2 separate regions of the Mus musculus genome follow, and region 1 is linked to region 2. Evidence: chromatin contacts called from public HiChIP or PLAC-seq data. All regions are on one chromosome and are shown on one strand. The core of a region is the stretch at or near the end of the contact, and the rest is flanking DNA. Distances in the headings are between cores, read along the strand shown.

The links. HiChIP or PLAC-seq counts read pairs in DNA pulled down with a chosen protein or histone mark.
Region 1: a contact with region 2 is called in a FOXA1 HiChIP or PLAC-seq map of pancreatic cancer cells. The contact joins the promoter of 9530034E10Rik here to the promoter of Plk3 in region 2. A contact is called at or near these places in 2 of 115 datasets of contacts at active chromatin or transcription factors (bone marrow-derived macrophages and pancreatic cancer cells).

What each region holds. Positions count from the first base shown.
Region 1 is chr4:117,972,114-117,979,286 of GRCm38.p6, reverse strand. 9530034E10Rik (RIKEN cDNA 9530034E10 gene) reads right to left here and starts at 4,253. Exons shown (of 3, transcript NR_166452.1): 1 at 4,220-4,253. All of the region lies in intron 5 of St3gal3 (ST3 beta-galactoside alpha-2,3-sialyltransferase 3), which reads left to right.
Region 2 is chr4:117,132,106-117,139,065 of GRCm38.p6, reverse strand. Plk3 (polo like kinase 3) reads left to right here and starts at 5,103. Exons shown (of 15, transcript NM_013807.3): 1 at 5,103-5,414; 2 at 5,564-5,671; 3 at 5,761-5,877; 4 at 6,032-6,161; 5 at 6,252-6,339. The coding sequence starts at 5,202.

The sequences.
Region 1 (7,173 bases), core at 3,004-5,503, 840 kb before region 2:
CAGTTCAATGCCCAAAGGCGGCAAAGAGTGTGGCCATAGTACCAGGAGCTGTAAGAAGCTCTATCCCAGAGGAAACTGAGGCCTACAGGCCATTGCAAGGTCTCTGAACGGGATGTGAGGGCATCGCATGTTCTCGAAAGAACAGCTTGTTCTTGGAGGGAAGGACTTGATCCATTTTTTCAAGGGCATAGGGAAAGATGTGCAGCCGATAGGGGCAGTTCTGTAGATTTGGGCAAAGGTGGAAATCAGACCTCCTTGATCAGATCTTATCTGCTATGTCAGGCACAGTTCTTGGTGTTGGGAGCCATAGCTTGCACAGTTCAAATAGAGCTTAGGTTTCCATATAACAAGCAAGAGTCCATGGGAGAGGCAAGACAGTGAACCAGACAGCCTTGTGTGCCTTGGAGGACACTACAAGATGTACTAGAGAACGAATAGGAAGCCCGCTGAGATGGAAGAGTCCAACAAGACCTCTGTAAAGAGGTGCGCCAGGGCACACAAGAGCCAGCCTTGAGAAAGGTCCAGACACTAGGAAAGTCTGCTCCAGCCGAGGGTGGCCAGAGGCCATCAGTACATGGGATCAGGAAGGAAGGAAGATGGCCAGGGGTGAGAACGTGGGTGAGGCAGTGAGAGGGCTCCTGTCAGAGGAATGAGTGGCACGTGGGTCCTTTAGGAGGGCCGCTGCAGCCTGAGAGCAGGACAAGGGTGAAGGCCGGCCATCTACCATGCAATAGTCATGTAACACTGGGCGGTAGCAGAGGTAGGCGAGTGGTTGGGGGCAGAGCATGTTCAGAGATAGTGCTAACAGGACTTGCTGCTAACCTGGATGGGAAGCAGCCAAGACAAAGAGATGAGTCAAGAGGACTCGGGAATGCTACCCAGCTGGCAAGAGAGGGGCTTGCCCCTGTAGACTTTGAGGATCTAGGCAAGTGGCACTAAAAAATGAAAATGAATGACTCGTGGCTTGGGGCTTGACCAGCAGCATTAGCCTGGCCTTCGTCCTCACTGTGCCTGCCAGCGCCCCAGGCCTGCCATCCTCTATGGCTAGCCAGTCACTTCAATCCATTGCTCTCCTGGTCTCCCAGTCGTCCCCACACAGAGCTAAGCCCATCCAACCACTCTTCTGTGTGTGCTTCTAGGCAGCTTAGCCTTGACCACAGATGCCAGCCTCAGTGCCACCGTGGCTACCTCGTCTCAGCCTCTTGGGTCTGTTCAACACCGCTCAGAGGCCGTTGTCCCTGGTTGGCTTGTCACGGCACTATTGATCTTTAGCATTCACGGGTCACTGCAGTCCACACTCCCCGACTCCTGACCTCGAACCCCAGAGAAGAGTCTATCTGCTGAGCATCCTCGCTCCTCCCTTCTGCTAAGTTCACCTGTCAGGGATGCCATCTTCACATCATCTCCTCCCTCAGGGTCTTCATTCCACTGTCGCCCTCTGTCCCCCAACACCCCTTCTCTCGTCAGACTTGTCTTTTTAGTCTTGGAATGCAGACACACCGTTCTTCCCACCTGACCTCCACAGCTTCCACTCTGTCTCCCATCTCCGCTCTTTAAAAGTGCTCCCAGCTGTCCTCGGCACGGTCTCCCCTCTCCGTCTCCTCGGCTCCTGCAGTTCTGCCTTCTCTCCAGCCCCAACAGCATGTTCCCCGAAGGGGCCAGCAACTCTCCCGTATTCCCACAAGCAGCACAGTGAGTAAGAACATGGCTATAAATAGTGCTGACCCATGAGGTCACCTTGTTGATTAAATAAGATAATACATGCAGAGCCCTCAGCATAGGACCAGGGACACAGGGAGAGCTCGGGAGCTGTTTCCTATTAGCTGTGTGTTTATTGAGTTTTGCCGCTCCCTCTCTACCTGGCCATGTCACCCACCATCCACAAAGGCAGGGACTGGGTTCTTTGCTGTCATATCCCCAGTGACTAGCACAATGCCTGGGACAATAGCTGAAGTATATTGGGGAGACAGGTGGTGGATTCTGGGGACCAGCCTCTAGGTTCTGTGACTTGTGTAGACAGTCTGGCCATCTTTTGGTTTCTCCCCGAGTAGGAGCAACTCCCCAGAACTCCCTCCTCACCTCCCTCCTCTACAGTAGGTAGAGGCTTGTCGACAGAGTCACTGGGAGCCTGTCAACGGGAGCTCAGACGCTGCCCCTCCAGGGCCTCTGTCACAGCCTCTCCTCTCCTCCTTCAGCACAAGCCTCCTTGCCTGTCATACATGTCAGGCTGTGGCTCCAGCCTGTCTGGACACACATGTGGCACAGTCCCTTTGCAAGCAAAGGGCAGTGACTGGTAGCATTTCAGGCCTGGGGAGGGGATGGTATTTCTGAACAGTGGAGGCATCACTGAAACCCAGTCCTTTCAAACGAGGGGACCAAAAGGTTCATGAGGGGTTAGAACTCAGTCTGCAAAGGGCTTGCCTCGTGAGTTAATCGCCAGAATATACATCAAAAAGCCAAGTGTGAGCCAGGTATGGTGGTGGCACACACCTTTAGTCCCAGCACTCCCGAGGCATGGGCAGGCAGGTCTCTGAGTTCAAGGCCAACCTGGTCTACATAATGGACCAGGACAGCCAGGGCTACACAGAGAAACCCTGTCTCAAAAACAAACAAACAAACAAAGCCAAGTATGGTGGTACATATTTGTGATTCCAGTGTGGGGGAGCCAGAGGTAGGCAGATCCCTGGAGTTCACTGGCCGGGCAGTCTAGCCTACTTGGCAAGTTTCTGGCCAATAAGACAGCCTCTCTCAAAAGACAAAGTGGACCATATAAGACCATAGTGTGCACAGAAAATAGTGGTGGACCAGAGGGGTCAGCCCTAAGGAAGCTGTCAGGGAGGTAGACATGCTGTAGGCAGGCCTTAGAGAATGAGCAGAAGCTCATGGCAGTGAGGCAGGAAGAGACTTCTGGGTGAAAAGAACAGACACGAGCAGGCATGAGGTGTTTAGAGTGCAGTGAGTGGATCCTAGAAAGTATAATTGCATAGTTATAGAATAGGTCAGAGCCAGGGAGAAGGAAGGGAAGGAAGACAGGGTTTGTGGGGACTAGAGAGGTCAAAAGGAGATAGATTGTGAACATGCATACCAGACTCATCCAAGCAAAAAGGAAATGTGACTGAGCCCAGTTCTGGACCCACCCAAACCTGCAGCTTGTTTCTGCTTTCTTCTGAGCATCCTCAGATGCCAGTTTTGTCCATGTAGCTGCAAGATGGCTGTAGCCCTTCTAAGCCTGGATTGGCCAGCTTTATTTCCAAAAGGGTCACATGGCAGCTCTGTTTGGCTGTGGCCCAGGCTGTACTGGGGTTAGATAGTCTCTGCCACAACTGTTTAGCTCCACTGTTGAAGCATGAAAGTAGCCACAGCATATTATAGAAACAAATGGGTGTGTCCGTGTTCCAGTAAAACTTTATTTATGGGAAGAGACAGCTAGCTTAGAGGCTGCAGTTTGTCTAACCCCTCTTCTAGGCTTGGTGATCTTCATAGTGTAAAAGAAACCCCCTGCCTACCCCAGTGTCCAAATGCCTATAATCTTTTTTATAATTTCTTAGCTAATTTTATCTTATGTGGATGAGTGCTTTGACTTCATGTGCATTATGTGCCTAGTGTGTGTGCCTGTGCTTAGTGCCCTGAGAGCTCCAAAGAGGCATCCGATCCCTTGGAACTGGAGCTGTAGGTGTTTGTAAGTTGTTGTGTGGGTACTGAGAACCAAACCAAAGTCCTCTGCAAGGACAACAAGAGCTCCTAACTGCTGAGCCAGCTCCAGTCTTCCATTCTTTTAGTGTGTGTGTGTGTGTGTGTGTGGTGTGTGTGTGTGTGTGTGTGTGTGTGTGTGTGTGTGTGTTTTGTGTGTGTAGACGCACTCACGTGCATGTGTGCATATGTGCATGCATGTGTGTGTCCTCATCTAGGGCCCTCTGGAATGAAAAGCAGAATGTCATTACAACAAAGGGGGCTGAAGTGCAAGCACCCCCTGCAGAGCATGAGTAAGAGAGAACTTGAACTGGGCACCTGGAGTTTCCAGTCACTATGCAGCTTGAAACATACTGACATAGGCTCGGGGATCAGGCCAGCCCTGCAGTGCTGACCAGCGCCCTGCCTGGCCTTTCCCTGTGTGCAGTTTTTGCCCTTCCACAGCTTCACTATGCCCAGTCAGAAAACACTTTCTCCTCCCTCCTTCCCTCCCTTCCTTCCTTCTTTCCTTTTGCACGACTTTACTTACCTGGGTAGGACCAAAGGGCAGAGTCCCTGAGAACAGGGCTCAGGCTAAACCTTCTCCTTATGTAGACACTGCCTCATTCTGTCCAGCCTCACCTTGAAGGAAGGAATGCTTGCTATGGTTTCCATCCCCCGCCCCCAGGGAGTTTTCTATAGTACCCTGCTGTTCAGATGCCCTCCCCCAGCAGTTCTCTGCCAGGTCCATGAGTGCTTGTTACTCAGAGCCCAGCCCGGTTTAGTCATCATCTCCTTTCAAGAATCTTTCCTCTGTGCCCGATTCCATCTATCACCTTTGTGTCCAAAATACGGGCTCTGGAGATTTCTTCCCCATGATTGGTTCCTTGTCTCTACCATTAGCTTCTGAAAGAAAGACCAGGACTAGTTTACTTTATACTCTCAGCTAGGTCTAGGTCCACAACCTAGGATCAGGGGGCAGAGATGCATTCTGCCGTTTCAGCTAGTCCTGAGTAAGCTGGGAGAAAGGAGCTCGGTGTGGAACCACACTTGGGGGTCCGTCTGTCCATCCATCAGTCCGTCTGTCCATCCATCTCTTTACCTCTGAGCTTTCTCAGGGTACATGCCCACCTAGCCAGAAGATTTGGCATCCGTTTTCCTTAGACTCTTGCTTTCCCATGGGGGAGGGCAGTGAGGCGGAAGGCCAACCAGGCATCTAGGAAGCATTTATCATCCTTGCTTAGACATATCCCAGGATCTTACTGTGCAGGGTCCTTTATGGTGAGGTTACAGCAATTCTGTACTAAGCAAGACCAGGTAAGTCTTAGAAAACGTGTGTCCCTCTGTTTTGTGTGCCCATTCTTCTCCCTGTAGGTTCTGGAAAGGTGGTTCCGTGAGTCTGGCTTTCCCCCTCCGAGATGAGTCTCATTATCAGGCTAGGGTTGGGGCGAAGCCTACAGCTGAGTCTAATAGACAAATGTGCTATGATCTGCCGTCTGAGCCCTCACTGCAAGGCTCTGCCTTCTTGTGCTTTCTATGCTTTACAGCATGGTTATAGAAGTGGCTAAGAGGCGGGGCATCCAACGGGCACACTCACAGAGCTGAAGTTGATCCGTGTTCTAATCTAACTAACAAGCTCATATTACAAAGGTGCTTCTCTGTGCAGATAGAAGGGGCTGGGAGTGGCAGGAAGACCGACAGTGCCCACACATAACCCATCACTCATGATAATATGGCTCAGTCGACTCTCCTGTTGGCCTCTAAGCATGGGCTTGATGTTCTGAGCCTTAGATAGTATTTCAGATTGGGCTGGTGAGATGGCTCAGCAGGTAAAGGTGCTTGCCACCAATCCAGACTCCCTGGGTTCTAACCCGAGAAAGTATTATAGTGGAAGGAAGTTATCTGACTCTTCTAAGTTGTTCTCTGCTCTCCAGGAATGGGCTGTGATATAGTTATGTGTATACACACACACACACACACACACACACACACACACACACACATACACACACGCACGTGCACACGCACACACACACACATAATAAACATATCTTTATTGAGGTGGTTTAGGCAGATGCCAGGTCTGGGATGTTTACTCTCCTCACTGTACCACACACACTCTGCTGACCTGGAGGATCCCTTAAGAAGATCCCGTGATATCATTCCTGACTGTCAGGCTGACTTTTATAACTCACCGTGGTCCTAGCCCAGTGTGTAAGCCTGACAGCAGGGCATCCTCCTGGCTCCCGCCTTGCTATCAGAGGCATTCAGATCAGGTTTACCTTCCCTTAGTGCCCTTCTAGACTCTTGGATCTAAGGGAAATGAACAGGCAGGTCACTGCACAACTTCCGCCTCCTCCTTCTCTTGATCCTTCTCACGCACTCACACGCCCTGCTGGAACCCGATCCGATCCGAGGCAGCCCCAAGTGCTGGGGCTCTGGAAGGGCTGGCAGGCTGGGGCCTGTCGATTGGAGCTTGCCCCACTCTGCCCTGCCCCCCAACTAGGCCCGGGGCAAACAGGTCAGGCACCCTACTGTCCTGATACTCTGACCAGCTACACCTCAGTCATCCCTCACCCGAAAGGCTCCCTACTGGCTCCCTCCTGGCACAGGGAGAAGCTCCCAGGTGCGGTTCTGGATGTTGTATGAGAGTCTACCACAGCCCACCTCCAGAGTTGACAGCACACATACACACCACCATCATCATCACCCGCCCCCACACTTCCTGTTGTTTATGTCCCCTGGCTCGGTTTCCAAGGCCTCTTGGGCTCTGAGCCATCTCACAGGTACCCAGTAAGGTACCAGGGAGAAGGGGACAAGTCTACCCAGGGGAGCCCAGGGAAGGTTTTCTATAGAAAATGCTGTTTAAGTTTAAAAAGAACAGAAACATATTTTCCAAATAGATAGAGAGAGGCAAGGTTTGGGGACTCGAGGAGGGCCATGTGTTGAAAGCAGAGAAATGGCACAGGCAAACTTTACACATGAGGAGCAGTGTGTTCAGGAAGCCTCGGATGGAGGGTGACCAGGAGAGCAGCAGTCTAAGAGGGCTCAAGGACAGACGGCTAAGGTTGAGAAATGAATGGGGGCAGAGTTTTCTCTGCTCTTTCTAAAAGTTCTAGGGGTAAGATATCTGTAGCTAAGGAAGTAACATGGTCAGAAAAGTCTGCTAAGGGGCCTTGGAGACGGCACAATGGGTGACAGTGGTTGCCATCAAGCCCAGTGACCTGAGTTCAACCTCCAGAACCCACGTGGTAGGAGAAAACTGACTCCCACAAGTTGTTCCCTGATGGACATACATGCACCTGTGTGCACACAATATATATATATATGTATGTATATATATATATATATATATATATATATATATAGAGAGAGAGAGAGAGAGAGAGAGAAAGTATAGTTTAAAAATAGTTTTAAGTGTATGGATTTTGTTGGCATGTGTATCTGTGCACCCCTTGCCTGTCTGGTGTCCACTGAGGCCGGAGGAGGGTGCGGGATCCCCTT
Region 2 (6,960 bases), core at 3,854-6,353:
GGTTCAAACCCATTGTTTGGTTCTAGGGATTGTCAGATCGCAAAAAAAATCTCATGACAAATGGCCAACTATGGTGCCTTAGCACATCGAGCTGTCTGCTGGACCTCTAGGCTCACTCAGCACCTGCAGCTCCTTCCCGATCTCCTCACCCCTACCTCCCACGCTCTGCCTAAAACCTCAGCAGCCCAGGGGCTTGGCTTCCCCTCCCCTCCCCTGCCCTCCCCTCCCCTCCCCTCCCCTCTCCTCCCCTCCCCTGCCCTCCCCTCCCCTCCTCTCCCTTCCCCTCCCCCTAACTCAGCCTCAAGCTCTCTGTCCTCTTGGTCTTCTTCGCTTCCTCTCTCATTCATCCTCTACCACTCCCACCCCCACCCCCACCCCCACCCCCACCCTCATGCTCCTGCTCTGTCTGCTGGTCTTGTTCGGTCTATTTCTTTCTCTCCTTGTTCAGGTCTCTTCCAGGTGCCCTCTGGCTGTTCTCGCCCTGAAATCTACAATAAAAACCTCCTTAGCCACACCCAGGAGCTGACAGGTGTTCTCAGTTTCATTTAGGGATCAAACCTCATGCCTGCTAGACCAAGGAGTCTCCCAATGGCGCTCCACCCCCACCCCAACTTGTAGTTCTTTATGGACCCGTGAGCCCTCACTTCAGGCCGCCAGGAGCACAGGATCCTGAGCCGTGCTACGCCTGCTTGACTTTTACCCAGCTCTCAGGGTTCACTTTAGAAATCTTACCCGGTTCGGGCGTGGTGGCGCATGCAGGCGGATTTCTGAGTTCGAGGCCAGCCTGGTCTACAAAGTGAGTTCCAGGACAGTCAGAGTTACATAGAGAAACCCTGTCTTGAAACAACAACAAAACAAACAAATTCATAGTTAAGACTTGGTTTAAGATTATGTAACTAAAGCTGGCCATGGTGGCCTTTAGTCCCAGCACTCGGGAGGCAGAGGTAGGCAGATCTCTGAGTTCGAGGCCAGCCTGGGCTACTGAGGGAGCCTCCGTCCCTCTCCTTGGCTTACACATGATGATCTTCCCTGCATTAACCTTTTTTTTTTGTTTTGTTTTTTTGTTTGTTTGTTTTTCGAGACAGGGTTTCTCTGTGTAGCCCTGGCTGTCCTGGCACTCACTTTGTAGACCAGGCTGGCCTCGAACTCAGAAATCTGCCTGTCTGTGCCTCCCAAGTGCTGGGATTAAAAGCGTGCACCACCACCCCGGGCTTGTGGTTTGGTTTTTCAAGACAAGAGTCCCTCTGTGTAGCCCTGGCTGTCCTGGAACTCATTCTGTAGACCAGGCCAGTCTTGAGTTGCTTGTTTTCATTCATCAGGCCAAGATGATCTGGGTCGGTGATTAACAGAAATCAGCTCCTGTTTCTTAGTCTCTAACCTTCGTGTGTGCGCACCAACACCTGTACACCAACACATGTAATTTTAAATTCTGTCCTTCTCTGGGCACTTGCACTTCCACACACACATACACAGAGAGACAGAGACACAGAGAGAAATTAATAATAATTGTTTTAAAAATAAAAAACAGGGGGCTGGAGAGATGGCTCAGCAGGTAAGAGCACCCGACTGCTCTTCCGAAGGTCCAGAGTTCAAATCCCAGCAACCACATGGTGGCTCACAACCATCCGTAATGAGATCTGACTCCCTCTTCTGGAGTGTCTCAAGACAGCTACAGTGTACTTACATATAATAAATAATAAATAAGTCTTAAAAAAATAAAAATAAAAAACAGGAACTGGAGAGATGGCTCAGCAGTTAAGAGCACTGACTCTTCTTCCAGAGGTCCTGAGTTCAATTCCTAGCAACCACATGGTGGCTCACAACCACCTGTAATGAGATCTGATGCCCTCTTCTGGTGTGTCTGAAGACAGCTACAGTGTACTCATATATACATAAAATAAATAAATAGATCTTTTTTTTAAAAAAGTAAAAAGCAAAAAACAGAAAAATCCAAGAAACCTGTCCTGATTTGATCTTGCACCTCCGACTGTGAAAATAATTTTATTAATTTATTTTTTGTCATTTGAACCATTCAAGGTTATTTTGTTATGGCATCTCCAGCAAAGTAATACACAGACATCTTAATTTATTTTCCAGATATAAAGCTGTAACATCAAGCTGGGGATAGTTTAGTAACACTTGCCTCCCGTAGACAAAGCCCTGGGCTTAATTCCCAGACCATAGCATAAAAGTAACCAGTAGTGAATATATCTTTTTCAAAGATCTAATTTTTATTATTTTATGTGTGAGTGTTTTGTCTGCATCACACATGGCCTGGTATCCTGGTGCCCAGAAAGGTGACGGGCCTCCATGATTCCCAGGATGCTGGGTCCTTTGCAACAAGTGCTCTTAACCACTGCGCTAACTCTCCAGGGCCAAATAGACAGGATGTTATTTACTCCAGGTTAGTCTCAGGTTCACTCTGCAGGGAGACCTTTTTCACTTTTCTGCAGCTGTGATAAACACCCAGACCAAAAGCAGCCTGGGGAGGGAAGGTTTATTTCATTTTATAGGTTACAGTCAGTCACAGAGGGAAGCCAGGGCAAGACGCTGAAGCAGGAACTGAGGCAGAAACCACGGAGGAGTGCTGCCTCATGCCTGGCTCCCTCACTTGCTCCTTGTTAGCTTCCTTAAATAATTAATTACACACGTACTTATGTGAGTATGCACATGCCAGGTACCCAGCTGAGAAGGCTGGAGGTGTAGAGTTCCCCAGGAGCTCTGGTCACTCAGTGAATTCAGGTCCTCTGACAGAAAGAACACTGTGTTCTCCTAACCGCTGAGTCATCTCTCCAGATCACTCGGCTAGCTTCCGTCTATAGTTCAGCTCTACCTACCCAGGGGTGGTGCCACACGCGGTGGGCAGGGCCCTCCCATGCCAATCATCAATCAAGACAATTCCTCCCAGGCCAAAGGTCAACCTGAACTGTGTAGTTGCCCAGCGAGACTCTGTCAGATGACTCTTCATTACGTCAGGGTGACAGTTGACTTTAACTAGGACAACCTTGGACTCCTGAACCTCTTGCCTCAACTCCAGCTCAGATTTTTGACTCTGTCTTTTGAAGCTCTACCTGTGCTTCAGGCCATGTGACCTGAAGAGTTTGTCCTTTCTGGCCCTACCACTACCTTCTCCGCCAGGGAAATTGCTAAGCATAGCACCTAGGACTTTCCTGCCCACCCCTATCATTTAAACTACTAATATTTCTCCTGGTCTTAGGCTTTTTGGGACGTGTGTGTGTGTGTGTGTGTGTGTGTGTGTGTGTCCATGTCTTCACAGTATGTACATGCAAGATGAAATGCAGATGAGACCAAAGGCAGGGACGGCCGTATGCAATAATCCCAACAAGATAGGTTATGATCCAGACCAGACACTGGGGAAGGAGGGAGCTGATTCACAGCTGTATGTGTGTGTTTGTTGGTTTTTCTGGGTGCTCCTTGTTTACTTCCGTCTTAGCACTTTTCACAGCCTGTAATTACTTTATTTATGTACTTAAGTCTGTTTCCACAATAGAGAAACTGCAGAAACTAAGTAAGGGCTGCAGCCTTGGCCATTCTTATTGGTAGCAGCGCCTGCCACTTTGCAGATGTTTTCAGTAAATCTGAGGTCTGAATGTATGGCTCCAAGTGAAAACGAAGGCTACACAGCCAGCAGGAGATCTGTGACCCCTGGAGAAAGTTTAGGGATTAAGATTCCACTGGGGAAACTAGGCAGGTGGTGGCATACTCCTTTAATCCCAGCACTCTGGAGGCAGAGACAGGCAGCAGATCTCTGAGTTGGAGGCCAGCCTGGTTTACAGAATGATTCCAGGACAGCCAAGTCTACACAGAGAAACCTATTTCAAGGAAAAAAAAAAAAAAAAAAAAAGATTTCACATCGAAGCCGGGCAGTGGTGGAGGGGCAGAGACAGGTAGGAAGTCAAGGCCAGTCTGGTTTACAGGTCGAATTCCTGGCTTCCTGGAAACTCTGTCACAAAACAAAACAAAAACCAAAACAACCCTCCACAACACCCCCCCCCCAAAAAAAAAACCCACACAGAAAAAGATTCCACATAGATCATAGATTCCTGCCACCTACTTGAGTTTATCTGTAATGGACTTCAAAGCTAACTGCCCAGTTGCAGGTCTCTAGCACCTAAGAGTGTCCAGTTCTCATTCCTCACTGTCTGGCCTTTTGCCTGCTGACTCGGTGCAATAGGTATTTTTGAGAATATGATGGGGAACTCAGGGTCTGGGGCAGAGGTACAGGTCTGGAGTCCCATCATGTCAAAGGTGAAGACAGAAGGACCTCGAGTTCAAAGCCAGCCTGGATCACATGACAGCTACTCTGCCTCAGCTCTCCTTTCCCTCAGAAGAATAATAAGGTAGAATTGGGTAGCAGAAGATGTAGCCTGGAACATGGTGAAAAACAGTGAATACTGGGAGGCAGGGGCAGGTGGATCTTTGATTTCAAAGCCAGCCTGGTCTACATAGTGGGTTCTGGGACAGCCAGGGCCACACAGAGACACCCTGTCTTGGAAAAACAAAACGCAAACATAAAACCTTGAATACCAGGCTCTGTTCCACAAACCCATTGCACAGTCCCAGACCAGGTAAATCGGGCTCTGCAGCGTGCTATTCCACAGTCCCCGAAGAGGGCAGCATGCTCTGTACCAGAGCAAGAGATGCTTGCAGGAAACCACCTGTGTTGGTGATGTGCACTGAGCAGTTTGCAACACCCCTGTCTTTCCTCCCCAGTTTGAATGCTAACCCTTACTGTTGCTCGAAAGAGGCCTCCGGATAACTGGCCTCCACTCCGACTTCAGCACACATTCTAAGGATGAAGGGGAAAAAAAGAGTCACTTGCACTGGGTAGCCTAGAGAAACGGAGCAGGGTTACACCTGCCAGGCGACTAGCTCAACCGGGGCTCCTTTAAGGCCAGAGCAGGAGGAGTGGCCTTTAAGAACGCCCAGGCAAGGGAAGATCTTTCAGGTGACGTAAGGCGGAGCAATGGGCGTGGCCTCTCCAAGCCTGGCAGCCAGGAAAGGGGCGGAGCTCGAGATGACGAAACACCGGGGAGGGGGCAGGGGTTCATTGATAAAAACGTCGGACTCCCCCTTGCCCTGGCGCGATCGCAGCGTAGAGAAACCAGGCAGCGCCACGCGCGGCCGGGGCCGGGCGGAACCGAGAACCAGCTCGGCAGGCGCTGCGCCGCGCCGTCCGCATGGAGCCCGCCGCCGGCTTCTTGTCTCCGCGCCCCTTCCCGCGCGCGGCTGCCCCGTCCGCGCCCCCCGCCGGCCCGGGGCCGCCTGCCAATGCCTCCCCGCGATCGGAACCTGAGGTGCTGGCCGGGCCACGGGCGCCGGATCCTCCTGGTCGCCTCATCACCGACCCTCTCAGCGGCCGTACCTACACCAAGGGTCGCTTGTTGGGCAAGGTGGGTCGGGGCTCCGGGGTAGCGTTGACGGAGGTGGAGGGGAGCTCTGCGGACCCGACCGGGCCACTCCGGAGGTGGAGAGGAGCTCTACGGGCCGGATCCGGCCACTCCGGAGCGCCCAGATCGATGATGCAGCTTCTTCTTTCTAGGGGGGCTTCGCACGCTGCTATGAAGCCACTGACACCGAGTCTGGTATAGCCTACGCGGTCAAAGTCATCCCACAGAGTCGCGTCGCCAAGCCGCATCAGCGCGAGAAGGTGGGTCCAGGCCCTGCGGTCCAAGGGATGGGGAGGGGATGGTGGCGTGGGAACCCTGGAAAGATGAGGATTTCACTCCCCTGTCGCAGATCCTAAATGAGATAGAGTTGCACCGAGACCTACAGCACCGCCATATCGTTCGCTTTTCACATCATTTCGAGGATGCTGACAACATATACATTTTCCTGGAGCTCTGTAGCCGAAAGGTCCGGAATGGGGGCGGGGTGGGTTCATTGGGAACAGGGGTAGGGGAGGAAGCGGGTTCTTAAGATCCAAAGCTGTTCTTGTCATCTTTAGCAAACACAGATGGAGGGAGGGTCTGGGAAGGCAAGCGGGGTCTGAAACAGTGACTTTCTGCAGTCCCTGGCCCACATCTGGAAGGCCCGACACACCCTGTTGGAACCAGAGGTTCGCTACTACCTGCGCCAGATCCTTTCTGGCCTCAAGTACTTGCACCAGAGGGGTATCTTACACAGAGATCTCAAGCTGGGTGAGATTCCTGCGTCTGGTCTGAAGGGTGGAGACCTGCGGAGGGATGAAAGGCGTTAAGAATCTGACGCGTCTCTCTGCTACTGTCTAGGAAATTTTTTCATCACGGATAACATGGAACTGAAGGTGGGGGATTTTGGGCTGGCAGCTCGATTAGAGCCCCCAGAGCAGAGGAAAAAGTGAGTGAGGGGATGGTGGCCACAGCCTGTTTGTGACACAGATGATGTACAAGGTGACCAGATATGTACTTGGGATAACCAGGGAAGGGGTAATGATGGGTTTTCTGTATGTGTGACAGTAGAGGTGGCAACCTAGGTCACTGGGTTAGGTGAAGAAGGACAGCAATCTTATGAGTGTATGGCACAGATGGGTGTCTAGGATTTTTGGAAATGTATGGGGAAAACATAGGCTAGGCAGTCAGCATGTGTAAGACACTGAATGGGAATGACAGATCATGATGGTACCGTGATACCTTGTGTGTGTATGTGACCCTGCTGTGGTCACTGGGACAGGGTGTGTGTAACTAGCATGTGAGGCAGGTGAGTCTTTATGAAGGTTATGACAGCTGGTGTTGGCACAGACAGTGGGAGGTGACAGCCTAGTGAGTATTTGCAGATGGGAGTGGGGGGAGGGCTCAGTCATGGACCCTCTGTATTGACCTTGGGAGAGGGGTCTTTGATGGGTCAGGGCCTCCTGTCCTGCAGAGCAGCTGAGCAGCTGGGCTAGAGGGGTGGGTGAGGGTTCAGCTGCCGTGTTCTCAGCATCCATTGTCCCAAGACAAGCAGGAGCTCTCTGGCCTT